Linked DNA regions of Mus musculus: all the other regions are linked to region 1. The links are chromatin contacts, called in public HiChIP or PLAC-seq maps. All regions are on one chromosome and are shown on one strand. Each heading gives the region's core, a stretch centred on a gene start, on an enhancer-like site or on the middle of the called end of the contact. The rest is flanking DNA. Distances are from core to core; before and after follow the strand shown.

What was found. HiChIP or PLAC-seq counts read pairs in DNA pulled down with a chosen protein or histone mark.
Region 2: a contact with region 1 is called in an H3K4me3 HiChIP or PLAC-seq map of bone marrow-derived macrophages, with 3 times the contacts expected there. The contact joins the enhancer-like site here to the promoter of Pkp4 in region 1. A contact is called at or near these places in 1 of 39 promoter capture datasets (liver), 2 of 484 Hi-C or Micro-C datasets (Sertoli cells and bone marrow-derived macrophages), 2 of 115 datasets of contacts at active chromatin or transcription factors (bone marrow-derived macrophages and embryonic stem cells) and 3 of 9 other capture datasets (adipose tissue, liver and pancreatic islet).
Region 3: a contact with region 1 is called in an H3K27ac HiChIP or PLAC-seq map of embryonic stem cells, with 2.4 times the contacts expected there. The contact joins the promoter of 5330411J11Rik here to the promoter of Pkp4 in region 1. A contact is called at or near these places in 2 of 39 promoter capture datasets (hippocampal neurons and liver), 1 of 484 Hi-C or Micro-C datasets (embryonic stem cells), 12 of 115 datasets of contacts at active chromatin or transcription factors (the 230-238 cell line, CD8 T cells, embryonic forebrain and 4 more) and 3 of 9 other capture datasets (embryonic stem cells, liver and macrophages).
Region 4: a contact with region 1 is called in an H3K27ac HiChIP or PLAC-seq map of thymic regulatory T cells, with 5 times the contacts expected there. The contact joins the enhancer-like site here to the promoter of Pkp4 in region 1. A contact is called at or near these places in 2 of 39 promoter capture datasets (hippocampal neurons and liver), 4 of 115 datasets of contacts at active chromatin or transcription factors (bone marrow-derived macrophages, memory CD8 T cells, neural progenitor cells and 1 more) and 1 of 9 other capture datasets (adipose tissue).

What each region holds. Positions count from the first base shown.
Region 1 is chr2:59,159,415-59,162,622 of GRCm38.p6, reverse strand. It overlaps Pkp4 (plakophilin 4), which reads right to left and starts at 1,773. Exons shown (of 22, transcript NM_026361.2): 1 at 1,495-1,773. It overlaps Ccdc148 (coiled-coil domain containing 148), which reads left to right and starts at 1,940. Exons shown (of 15, transcript NM_001372501.1): 1 at 1,940-2,276.
Region 2 is chr2:58,977,028-58,980,226 of GRCm38.p6, reverse strand. The region is part of intron 10 of Ccdc148 (coiled-coil domain containing 148); the gene reads left to right. Among named protein-coding and RNA genes, the nearest start is that of Ccdc148, 180 kb to the left of the region's middle. Within about 2 kb of position 1,871, at least 6 of the 459 cell types and tissues checked have an H3K27ac peak or open chromatin away from gene starts, as enhancers often do. A contact at or near this core is called in bone marrow-derived macrophages, where this site is marked.
Region 3 is chr2:59,385,299-59,388,614 of GRCm38.p6, reverse strand. 5330411J11Rik (RIKEN cDNA 5330411J11 gene) reads left to right here and starts at 1,933. Exons shown (of 3, transcript NR_040510.1): 1 at 1,933-1,991.
Region 4 is chr2:58,906,078-58,909,212 of GRCm38.p6, reverse strand. It overlaps Ccdc148 (coiled-coil domain containing 148), which reads left to right. Exons shown (of 15, transcript NM_001372501.1): 12 at 2,740-2,858. Among named protein-coding and RNA genes, the nearest start is that of Upp2, 150 kb to the right of the region's middle. Within about 2 kb of position 1,867, at least 45 of the 459 cell types and tissues checked have an H3K27ac peak or open chromatin away from gene starts, as enhancers often do. A contact at or near this core is called in memory CD8 T cells and thymic regulatory T cells, where this site is marked.

The DNA.
Region 1 (3,208 bases), core at 524-3,023:
AAGAAAGAAATGGCGCTTTCCACTAATAAATTACATATTGAAATATACATGACTGTGATGTCCCCGGGTTACTTGCAGTGGTAACTTACACGCCCCGAATTTAACTGTACCAGACAGTTCTATCTGTCCCATCGCTGGCCAAACACTGCTGCTCTGTTACTATTCATTATGTATTATACGAGGCCTAAACACAGCCCAGTATGACGATGGAAAATATTCCGATCCTCATGACAGCAGTGATGCATTCAAGATCTCTTGCAATACACCCCGGACCTGGAGCACTAAAAGACATTTTCTGATACAGCTAAAAGATGTTGGCTGCAAGCTTACTCAAGAACATTCGGCCCTGTCTCTGCTGGTATTCAGAAAACCCTGGTTAAAAAAAAAAAAAAAAAAAAAAACCACGCACTATCCAAATCTTGCAAAAGCAAACTTGCCAAGAGCCTTCTGCAACGATCAATAATAACCTTGGGTACACTGACACCTAAATTCACGGTCCTGGAGACCAATGCAGCAAAAAATCCAGAACCATAGGCTGGAGCCCCAAGAAAACTACCGCGCTTCCCTCTCCACCGCCCTCTGCCGCAGGGAGAGAAGCGGAGGCAGGAGAGTGAACGAGGCTTACCAGCTCTGAAGATGCGCCGTGACCTCTGGCTACGCGGCGAGATCAGGGCCGGGAAGGCGCTAGTGCGGCCGCGGCCCGTGCGGACTCTGTCCCTGGTGCATTCCTTGCATTCCAGCACAATCTGTCGCCAGCCTACAAGCTGGCAGCGCGCGTCGCCCGTTGGACGCACACACCTGCCTATCGCGGCGCCCGGAGCAACCGCGGCGCCTCCGCTGCCCGCGCTCGCCGGGTGTCGCACTCAGTCACTATGCCGCCAAAACCCGGTCCCGCCGCTCGCCCTCTCGTTTCCCAAGGAGTAAGAGGGGACAGGGACCCACGACCCTCCGTTGGGTGCAGCTGCTCGCTCTAACTCCTGGCAGCGCGAGGAGGCAGTGCGGCGCGGGAGGGCAGCCTGGAGCCTTAAGGCTGGGGCGCCCGCTAGGGAGGAGCGTGCGGTTTGCAGCTGCAAGCTGGGAGCCCTGGACCCTCCGGGCGGTCGTCACGGGCACCAGCGCTGCTCTGGGGGCCCGGGCGACACGCCGGGCGAGCGTGGGAGGCACGGCTGGCGGTTGCTTCGGTGGAGCGAGGGACGGACACACAGACGGCCGGTCCCGGGCACGACGGCGCGCGGGAGCCTCGGGGCTCAAGTTCGAGAAGCGGTGGCGCGGTGCGGGAGGAAAAGCGGCCGCGCCGAGCTGTGCGGGGCAAAGTTGTGCGCCGCCGGGGGGAGGGGAGAGGCGGGCGGGATGGCGGAGCACGCGGCGGGGACCGAGAGATCCGAGCCAGGGAGCCGCGGGGGGCGCCTGGCCGCCGCCAGGTCCCGGCTCGACGCGCTCTGGGCAGCTAGCACCCCAGAGCCCCGAGCCCTCCCGCCAGCCCCGCGCACTTACTTTCCAGCTCAGGCGGAGGCCGTCGTCGCTCCAGGGACCAGGGACATCCACGCCGAAGGGTCGCCGCTGCGGCACCGGAGCAAACTGGCCGAAGTGCGGCAGCCTCGCCGCTGCCCTCCCCTCCCTCCCCTCCCGCCCCCTCCCCCGAAGAGGCTCTCCCACCACCCCGGTGGCGGCGGCAGCTCGCCTCTACCCCGTGCCCATAGTGCCGCCGCCGCGGCCGGCGTCCACGCGCACTCAGCCCCGGAGCCCTCTAGACTGCTCAGAGGCCGCCGCCCCGCCGCCAGCCCGCCCGCCCGCCCGGCCAGTCCCGGCACCCGGGAACGTCAGCACGCTGCCGTCCCCAGACAGGCTCCGCGCCCGCCCCATTGGGCGGAAGGAGAGGGCCGGCCCTCCCCATTGGCCCGGCCCTCATATTGAACGAGCCAATGGGAGCTGCGGTTTCAGGTCGCCATGGAGACCGATGCTGTTAAGAGCTAGAGGGCCAGGAGAAGGTGGGGAGTGAAGATGAAGGTGTCTGTAGCCTCCGGCGCGGGAGGGGGTGGGGGGAAGGAGTATTAGGGGATTCCCGGGAGAGGGCTCTGAAATCGGGCGGGTCTTGCTTTTGAGTATTGCCAAGACTCTGCATGGTAGGGCTTGTCCCCAGCGTCAAAGGCAGAAACAACTGAGCCCCCGGACTTCTACTTTACATTGAAAGCTCAGGAGTGGGCGTTTCATTTTTCCTGCATCTGGGGAGCATGCGAGGCTATATGCATTTTGACCTTTGAGATCTGTGCAGCCCGGTGAGTTTCCACTCCATTCCTTAAATCTCTGCTTCTTCCTGACGTCACAGGGTCACTTGAATTCTTTCTCCAACCACTCCCCCTTCCCTGAGTCTACATTTCCTCTGATTTTTGGTTCTTCCAGCCTATAACCCCTCCCAACGAAAACAGGATTTCTTGCACGTGGTATTTTGGTAAGGAAACTGAGTGGGGTTGTACTAAAGGACCAGCCCGCAACAGAATGAGTTCTCTGCTTCCCAAAACAGCAAGTCTGATCTCTCCTCCGCCCCTCCCTCTTGGACTATGTGCTTTCTGTGCTGAGCTTGGCAGGTGCATGCTCTTCCCAGTTTGTCTGAGGCTGGAGAAGTGCCAGAATTCATCCCAATGATTTCTCAAAAAGAAAAAAATAGATTACAAATGATGGATTTTTGCTTTCTGGCAGTTTTCCAGATTAATACTAAAATCGGTAAGGAAATGATGAATTGGGACAGGGGAGCATTCGCACCCAAATCTTGACCTTTAATAATGAGTGCTCTACTTTCATTTTAAATCATTTTGTGCTAGTTTGCTCGTGCTAATTATTTTTGATGAGTGATGTTCATAATTAGATGGTAGCTATTAATCTGGAACTTTTACACATGATATTGCTTCATAACATATTTTAAAAATAGTACCACTCTAGCATATAGCCACCGATGTATTCATGTTTCTTCTTTTGGTGGCTTTGTTATTTTCATAATATCCTCTTTAGTAAAAAGAAAAAAATATTATACTATCTCCCTTCACAATAAGGGATATTAATTTTCCTTGTTATATTTTGTGGGGAAAGCTGATAGGAATTTTACATTACAAATATTTTGTTGTGAGAAGCAGATTATTGTGTATGCAAGCTCTATATATCTAATTTACATTCTGAATTTTAATTGGGTGGCATGTTTTGGCTTTTATGCTAT
Region 2 (3,199 bases), core at 622-3,121, 180 kb after region 1:
TGTCTCAAAAAACCAAAAACCAAAACAACAAACACAAAGAGTCTACTTCTGTTCAAATTCTATCTGAAGATCAGTTTCTCTGAAAAGCCCATCTTGATGAAAACTGTTGGTTTGAACCGTAGATGTTGTGATTCATTTAGGTGAAAAAAAAAAAAAAAAGGCCCATAATTGTATAAAGCTCAATCTAAGGTTACTGTAACAGGATGTTAGTATTGAAATTTTGATGGTGACATCTAAGACCTGCCATAAGTGCCACATGTGCACCAGGTCTGGCAAGATGGAACTGTCTGATGCTGAGCCAGACTCCATTCACAATGGAGGAGCTGAAAAGGCCAAGGAGGAAAGACTCACTTGGAGCACGCATGAACAAGCTTGGTGGTCATGTGTGGCCCTCAGCAAGGTGTGGGGTGTAGGTAGGGCTTTGCCCTTCCTCTGGCCCACTGAGGGGCTTCAGTATTCTTGAAGAGTTGAGCAGTATGGTTGAAAGGCTGGAGTGTGGGTATCTGGGGCACACAGGCAAACACAGAGGCGCTGTCCCCATGCTAGAACTGAAGGTGTGGGTTGCGGCTGTGCTCCAGTAACTGTAAATGACTTGTGCTAAGGTACAACGTGATATAGTCATCTTGGTTTCCTGCTAAGTCATTTAGGAGGATCACGAGGGCACAACAAATAAGACAGTTCATTCTCTTAGTAGGGGAAAAAAAAAGCCTGGCAGACATAGTATAGTGAGTAATATATCTAAAAACAAATGCTTGTTTGAAAACATGGAGGAAACATGTTTGATCGGCTTTTTTTTTTTTTTTTTTTTTTTTTTTTTTTAAAAGTAGGAAGATCTTTTCACACTGCTTAAGTTTGGAACGTAAAAAAGTACAAGTTGTCTCTAGACTGATCTACCCCAGATCTACCCCAGGCTGTTGAGCCTGTACTTGTTTCTCATCCTTGGTGGCTGATAGGGAACACAGTGGCAGGGGCGGGTGTCGGGGGGAGTGGGGGGGGGGGCGAGGACGGGGACTGGGCCGGGGTCGAGGATCGAGGAGGGGGAGCGGAGGGGCGGGGACAGGGGCGAGGACAGTCTGTGCACTCCTACACTTCCTCTGTTCACTTTGTGAGCATTGCCATTAGCCTCTGAACTGTGCAGGGTGCAGTATGTTGCACTGTGTGCTGCCAGGCACTTAAGTGAGCTGTAGAATGAAATTCACTTATTAGACCCTATGTAAGCACTGAGCTAAGAGACACGACATATAAAACAAATTTCTGTGGCTCAGAGGCTGGCTCACGGCCTTTTTAGTAACGACTGCCCTCCTCACCCTAGGCACCCTCCAGACACCACCACTGTGGGTGTCTTCTGTCTACCACAAACTGTATCTACATCAAATCATTGAGTACACAGCCTTTAGCCTTCTTAGGTTCATCATCTCTGCTTGAACCTTATTTCGTGTGGAAACAAATTTTTGATGTTGTATAGCATTTCATTTGATAACAACACAATTTATACGGTTTCCTGAATTTTGCTATTCGGAACATAATGGGATACGCCTTCCTGAATGGATGTGCTGATTCCTATTGGGTCCTTAGGAGCAGAGTGGGCGGATCAGAAGGTTTGAGTGGCGTAGCTTGAGTAAATAATGCTCAGATGGTTTCCCCAAGTGGCTATCCAGATTTTCAGCCCACATCCTTCACATCATGTTCTCAGTACCGCAGCCTCTCTAGCCTTAGCTCGGTGACTAAGGAGCGGGGACTAGTTGTGATTTTCACATGCATTTAAAATAATGGCGGGGAATCTTTATTCATTATCTAGCTAGTGAACCTTCTACTCAAGTCTTGCCCGATTCTCTCATGGGTTTCCTGACTTCCTCTTCCTCACTGTATGTTTTTTACATGTTCTCTCTACAAGTTCTCTTTTTATCTTCTCTCAACCCGTGGCTCGTCTCTTTTAGCGGTGTTCTTGCATAAGAAAAACATTTTTTTAAAAATTATTCTTCTCTGTTTCTACTTCCCCATTCCCCCAGCCTCCCTCACCCACTCCCACTCTCTCCACCTCTCCCCAAGATCCACCCATTCCTCCTCCCCCCAGAGAAGAGCAGGCCTCCCAGGAACATTGAACAAACGTGGCATAACAAGCTACAAAACAACAAACAAATAAACACAAACAAACAACCCCCAACCCCAAACAACAACAACAACAACAAAAACCCACAGGTGCCACCCATTGCATCAAGGCTGGACAAGGTAACTCAATGGGAGGAGAAGGGTCCCATAAGTAAGAGTCAGGACAGCCCCTCCCCACCAACTCCCCTAACACCGCTTCAAGGGTTTCTCAGCCATTTGTGATTCCTCTGTTGAGAATTCTGTTTAGGTCTCTACCCCATTTTAAAATTAAATCATTTAGTTTGTTGGTATCTAGTTTTTTGAGTTATTTATATATTTTGGATATTAGCCCTCTGTGAGATATAGGGTTGGTGAAAATTTTAGTCTTTTCCCAGTCCATAGGCTGCTCTTTTGTCCTATTGACTGTGTCCTTTGACTTAGAAAAGCTTTTCAGTTTCATGATGTCCCATTCATTAATTGCTTTTTTCTTTTCTTTTCTTTTCTTTCCTTTTTCTTTCTTTCTTTCTTTCTTTCTTTTTTTTTTTCTGGTTTTTCGAGACAGGGTTTCTCTGTGAAGTCATGGCTGTCCTAGAATTCACTCTGTAGAACAGGCTGGCCTCGAACTCAGAAATCCACCTGCCTCTGCCTCCCAAATGCTGAGATTAAAGGCGTGCGCCACCACTGCCTGGCCTCATTAAATGTTGATCTTAGTGCCTGTACTATTGGTGTTCTATTCAGGAAGTAGTCTCCTATGCCAATGTGTTTCAACATGCTCAGGCTCAGTGTATCTGGTTTTATGCTGAGATCTTTGATGCACTTGGATGTGAGTTTTGTGCAGGGTGATAGATATGGATCTATTTGCATTCTTCTACATGTAAATCCACTTAGACCTGCACCATTTCTTGAGGATGCTTCCATTTTTCCATTGTATATTTCTGGCTTCTTTATCAAAAATCAGGTGTCCTCAGATTTACATCTGGGTCTTTGATTCAATTCCATTGATCAATGTGTCTGTTTTTTGACAATACTCTGTGTTTTTTATTACTACAGCTTTGTAGTCCAGCTTGATCAGGGATGGTGCTAGCTCTGAAATTCCTTTTACTGTTCAGGA
Region 3 (3,316 bases), core at 684-3,183, 230 kb before region 1:
TTTGTTCTTGCTCTTATATGTATCCACAATAGCATTTTTTTGGGGTGGGGATACATTATAGTTGTAATGGGTTGTTTCCTTATCTTTGATTTTTCAACAGTTTGAACATGATGTTCTTGAGTGTGATTTTTGGAATTATTTTGCTTAGTATTCTCTAACCTTCCTGGACCCATGGTTCATTCCCATTAATTTTAAGAAGTCCTATTACTGTTGCTACTGTTGTTTCTCCTCCATCTCCTCCACCTCTTTCTCCACCTCCTCCATCTCCTCCTCCTCCTTCACCTCCTCCATCTCCTCCTCCTACAACCTCTTCCTCCTCCCCTCCCCCTCCCTCCCCCTTTCTTTGTCTCATTATTGTTGTGCTGTTGCTCCTTTCTTATTTGACCCATAATCTTGTAGATTCTGCTCGGGATTATCACACATTTTCCAGTTCTTATAGGCATTTCATCAAATTTACTTGATTTTTTTTTCCTTCAGCTATGTTTATCCAAAGCATTTTCATTTCCATTACAGTCTGATTTCTAAATCTCGGGTCTATTTTATTCTTTAGAACTGTCATCTGTCTGCCCACTTTGTCCACCTACTATGTGCCAGCTAGCTTCCTCGTCAGGAGCTTTACTATGTCAGTCAGAGTCCCTTTAGATTCCTGGTCTGACTCAATGAGCTAGGCTCAGCTGCTTCCTTGGTCTTCTTTAGCTGGGCTTTTTGCTCTTAGTCTGCCTTGTAATGTTTGGTTAGAAAGCTAGACACAAAGCACTAGGTAGAAAAGACATGAACTGTCTAATGAGATAGATGGGCAGGGGGCGGGGAGATAGGAGATATGGTTACTCTTAACCTCTTTCTGAGCCAATGCCTCTGGGCTTGACCTTCCCAAGCGCTTCTCAGTAACCTGCCTCCCCACACACTTTGGTGGGTCAGAACCTAGGGAAAGATCACCCTGTTAGATATCGCCTTTCTCCCTTGGCAGAGCTGGAGTTGACTGTTGGGGTCATCAGAGGTCCAAAGGGCTGTTCGTGATGGATATGGTCTTGCTGTTTCTTTAGGTCTCTGTTTCACGGGCCACGTGACAAACAAGTGGGCGGGGCGGTGGTGGCACACGCCTCTAATCCCAGCACTCGGGAGGCAGAGGCAGGTGGATTTCTGAGTGCGAGGCCAGCCTGGTCTACAGAGTGAGTTCCAGGTCAGCCAGGGCAACCTTGTCTCGAAAAACCAAAACCAAAACCAAAACCAACCAACCAAACAAACAAACAACCCAAGCGACTTGGATTCTTCCTCTGGACAGCTGCCACCAGGGGTTCTGAAGAGAAAACCTCTTGAAAGGGTAGGAAGACTTTGTAGAGCCTGAAGCCACTAGGCTCTTTCCCACCCCCACCCCCACCCCCACCCCCACCCCCAGGAAACTTGCTGCCATTCTGTTTTCCACGGGGGATAGACTTGGGAACAGGCTCCAGTCCCTTGCACACTCTTTCACTGTCGGGGAAGATATTTGCCGTGAGCTTCAAAGCAAGACAATCTCGCAAGAGAAGCAAATGAACAGCCTGTGCCATCTTGGGGGAAACATGCCTAGGGATGTTTTGACATGCTTAATCCTCCTGAGTTGCCGTGGCTCTTTCAACGGTACTTTAATTTGGTTTCCCTAAGAACACAGTCTTGCAGAAAATTTAATTTAGACAAAGATAATCTAGGTGCTAACTCTGAATACACTGTGCTCAGGAACAACATAGAGGCGAGGGGTAAGGCAGAGCTTCATACCCAGGTGGCTTCCTGGCTGGCGTTGTCAAATCTTATAAGTCAAGGTTTCCTTATCCCTAAATTAGGGAGAACATCAGCCACTTCCTTGGGCAAAGGCATATAAATGATGCAAGAAACTGCGGCAAGGCAGAGGATTAATTAAAGCTGCTAGCATCTAGTTTCTTTCCCTCCTATGGGGCTGTTTTTCTAACATGGAGATCCAAAGAGAGACAGGGGGAAAAGGAACAAGGAATTATACGGTGAGACATCCTTTCTCCTTCCCAGGTTCAATTCTTTATTGTCTGACAAGCCACCGCACAAGCTGTGCTGCAAAACCTCTTCTGATCCCTACCAGCCAAGGATTAAGTAGGTCATGTTAGGTATGCCTGGTCCCTGCTCCGTGATGTCCGAGCCACAAACTAGAAGGCTTGGAGGCTAAAGGTGAAGTTAACTGAAGGTTTCTCCATGCACACATTTTGAGCTTTGGGTTGCGATTGCTTGAACGAAGGGTAAGAGGCTTGTGGTCATTTCTCCCTTCCCGTGCTCTCAATGGTCCTTCCCTTGGTCTCTCTGACATGATGACCTCAGACTGTGTGAGCTCCTGCCACCATGCCCCTGTGAACTGAGCAGAAAGCCATTTGTGACCATGTGACTTCTCCTTTTGACAGAGGTCCTACAAGCTCACCCAGGTTCAAGGGATGGAAATACGGTGTTTACCTTTCAGTGGGAGGTCTACGTGAGTTGGTGGCCTTGATCTGAATTACAGCTACCACCGAGGTCATCATGGGGGCCTCATAGCTGTAATCTTAACACAGAGGAGGCAGGAGGGTGGCAAGTTTGAGGCCAGGCTTGGCTATATAACAAGAGCACACCTCAGAATAATGGCCACCAAGAAAAGAAAACATCACCACCAAGAAAACAACAGAATACTGCCTCTAAAAATCCTGCCTCAGGCACCATGGACTCTGGCAGACCCTGATATTCTAGTTTCATTCGAGTACTTTCTGAGGGGAAAGGGACTGTATAGGAGAAACTTGGGAGAGAAGGTCAAACCGTCTGGAATCTAAACTCACCAACAGAGAGCTGGAAGGGTAGGGCTCACCTCTGTTGCTCTTGCTTCCCTGAAGAGATGCTTTGGGGACTTAGGGGTCAGGAATGGACAGAATAGACAGTAGGTTTTGTATTTCAAAACATCCATTGTCACCACTCCTAGCCCAGAGGCCATTCCTTCCTAGGGTGTGGTGGGCTGAAAATTCACACATAACTTCAGAGGGATTTTTGGTTTGTTTGGTTTTGGTATAAGGTTTTCTTTTCTTTGTAACTATTTTGTTGTATTTGTGTAAGGTATTAGGATTTTTATAATTAGTGAGAGATCCTGAAATGAAATCATGTCATACTTGTAGATATTCCAGATCTGGCAATGGGTTTCCATAGGAACAAAAGGTAAAATCAGCAGGGGGGGGGAGGGGCACTTTCCTAGCCTGTGGCAGGAGGTCCTGGGGACCATCCCCCACGCTGTGGAAAGGAGAGAAGCAGGTATTGATTTTCAGTGCCGTAAGCCAAAGAAAACCTAGAGCCACTAAAT
Region 4 (3,135 bases), core at 618-3,117, 250 kb after region 1:
TAGCCTGGATCATTTCTGATATTTTTGGATTTATTACTCGCCTAGACTCGCTCGGCCTTTCTTCTTGCTTGCTCAATCCCTCCTGTTTGGAAGACAGAGGTAGGAATGCTATGAGCAAGGAGTAGTATAGGAGCTGTAAAGGGGGAAAGCAATACATAGTCTCAGACGCTTTGCTGTTACCATCTTGGTGGTTTCAGGAAAGGCTTTCTTCATGTGTTTAATTGTATTTCAGAGAAGGAAGCAGCACAAAGTGAACAGAGGGGTAATGAAGAGAAGCACAGGGGGAGGAGTAGGGAGATTTAAGGATGGAGAACTACCCCTGGATAAGGGTCTTTTAGTGTCTCTAGACCATGCACATATGACCACTGAGGGGGGGACAGCCCTTCCTCTCCTTGGTGGGACTTTAAGGAAGGTTAGAGCTTTTGTGTCCCCTGTGAAAAATGTGTTCCCTCCATGCCTCTCCGTGTCTATTGGGAGCTATTGACCAGGAATTAATTTTTAAAAGATAATTTTCACTGAAGGTCTCACGGAAGCCATGGATTTAGTACCTGTTCACACAATTGTATCATTAATCAAATGGTTATTAAGTGCACACACTGTTCTAGAAGACATTCAGAAACGCCAAGATTGGTAAATCACGTGCTTTGCAATCTAGTGGGGCAGAGAAGGGATTTACTAACTAGCAAAGCATCATGTTCAGGGCCAAACTAACCAGTGTACAAAGCCAAAAGCCAGAGGATGAAGATGGAGAGGGGCCAATTCTGGCCAAAGAGCCTATTGCTATATAATTTAAGATTTTATGGGTAGAATGCTAATGATAATCAAATCCTGAAGGAGGAGATAATTCTTTGTAAAAGTCTTGAAAATATTAGAGTAACAGGTTGAAAGGCAGTTTCGATGTCGGCAGAGGTAGCCTGGAGGGCTTTGTGACTCGGGTGTCTGAATTCTCGACCAGATCTGGGGGTGACCCGGAAGTCCACAGATAGCACTGACCAGAACAGGTAAAGGGTGCTATATTCAGTGAGTATCTCTTTTTCCTGTGATTTCAGTTATAGCGAGGACGAGGTCCTCTGAAGTCTGAAGCTTTGAGGAACCTTTCAGATCATGGCCCTGAGGTTTCTCAAGGCCCCACTCAGGCTTAACACTGTAAATGACTGCCTTGGAGGAAGAAAGCAGAGATGGAAAGAGATCATAGTCTTTGATCTGCATAAGGCAACATAAGTAATGGCAGAGGCGAGCAGGCATCAGCAGCCAGTCTTCAGAAGGAGCTCTGCTCTTCCTTCTAGGCCAGCACCAAGAGTGAGCGTCTATTATTGGGCTGGAATGACCTAGGAGAAAGTTGTCTTTCATATATATGCCTTTTAAAGCTTAATTTTGAAGTAGCAGTACCACTGTGATAATGAAAGACATATTTATTGCCAAAAAACCTGTAAGAGAATGCAGAAAAGTATAAAGATGACTTATGCCCGATGAAGATAGTCTGTTATCCTGCCTGGCACTTAGGGATTGCTGGCATTTATCACGTGAACTGCTCTCCCCCCCCCCTCTCTCTGTGTGTGTGTGTGTGTGTGTGTGTCTGTCTCTGACTTTCTGTCTTTCTCTGTTTCTTTCTCTCTCTATCTTTGTTGTAGGTTTCTTTCTGGTTTTTTTTTTTTTTTTCTGTTCTCTTTAAACTCTACCTTTAGTCATGCGGAGTGGGTTTCACCTTCCACTGTGCTGAGCCTTGAGCTGCTGTTCCCCTTCGGCTGCATCACTGCTCTGCCCGTGCTCCAGAGGATCCTCGGCTGCCTCTTGAGAGGCTCCTAGCGATCAGACAACATCGTGCTCAGGACAGCCAGGAAATCACTTAGCTTTTCCTGTCTAAACTTTCAGAAGAGGAAATGCCACACTGGAGGTTTGGCTAGGCAGCCCCTACAGACTGTTGCCTGTCAGCACTGAGGAGGTGCCGTTCTGTCTTTTCCTAGCAAGAGCCAGTGTCTCACGACAGGAACGTGGCAACCTAGAGTAGTGGAACGGCTTCTACTAACTTGGGTTGCCTAAGCACACTGTGGAACCCTGACATGGAAATAATGCTTATTTGCTTCCATTGAGAGAAGTAAAGCCAGCCCAGGAAGAACAATGCCTTCCATCTTTGTCAACCTGATAAGCGTGACCTTTATTTTACCACATAGGTCGAGACTACTCTTTACCACAACCGTGTTAATTCGTACTTCCCCTCCTTCCTCCCACCCATCTCCTGCCACTTCCTCCAGGGGCATAACGCTTTCAACATCCTGCTATCCATTAGCATAAATAAACCCATGCTTTTAAGGTAAAAATAGTCTTAATGCCATATTTGTTAAAGACTGCATTACCATAAGAGGATAAAAATACCCCTGGGTAACAGGTAGGTTATATTCTTCAGAGGCAGTAACATGCTTTTACGGTGGTTCCCTGAAAGTCAATTATTTCAGCCATAGATTAAAATCGAGGTCTCAGCATAGGGTACATTTCCACTTCAGAAAGGGCTAAGCCAAGCACTTTCCAGAGACTTGCATCTTTGTGTTTTTAATTTTTTTTTGTTGCGAATATTTTATAGGTAGTTCTAAAGCACACACACACACACACACACACACACAAAGATGAAATGCCATTGCAATCTGATCTTTGCTGTCTGAGCAACTGGATACTGTTGTTGTCTTGTGTCTCGCCCCCATTATCTGTTGTTAATTTAAATTTGGTGTAACATTCATGCACTAGATAAGAAAATACTGGGCTATGAAACAGCAGAAGTGGCAAGAAATGGAAAAGAGAGATCTCCGGCGTCTGGAAGAGCTGAAGAAGTTAATGGCAGAACAGTCAGTGAAAGACAGAGAAAGGTAAGGGAGGGGTTTTAGTCCGTGACAGTGAGCTGGGGAAGCGTTGTCTGCAATGTCAGGGTGAGCTATATCAGAGGGAGGATCTGTCGCACCGAGTGTTCCCATTCAATATTTATACCTATGAATGAAAGAAGTGGTTTTTTATAATGTAGTTTATACTCTCACTTTCATACTTAAACCCCCACTTTCCCATGTTGTTCCACTGATTTCCTCCTAGTTTAAGATCTCCCAGAGGATTTGATGGCAACTGGTTGCCCACTGTGTGCATGAGGTAATA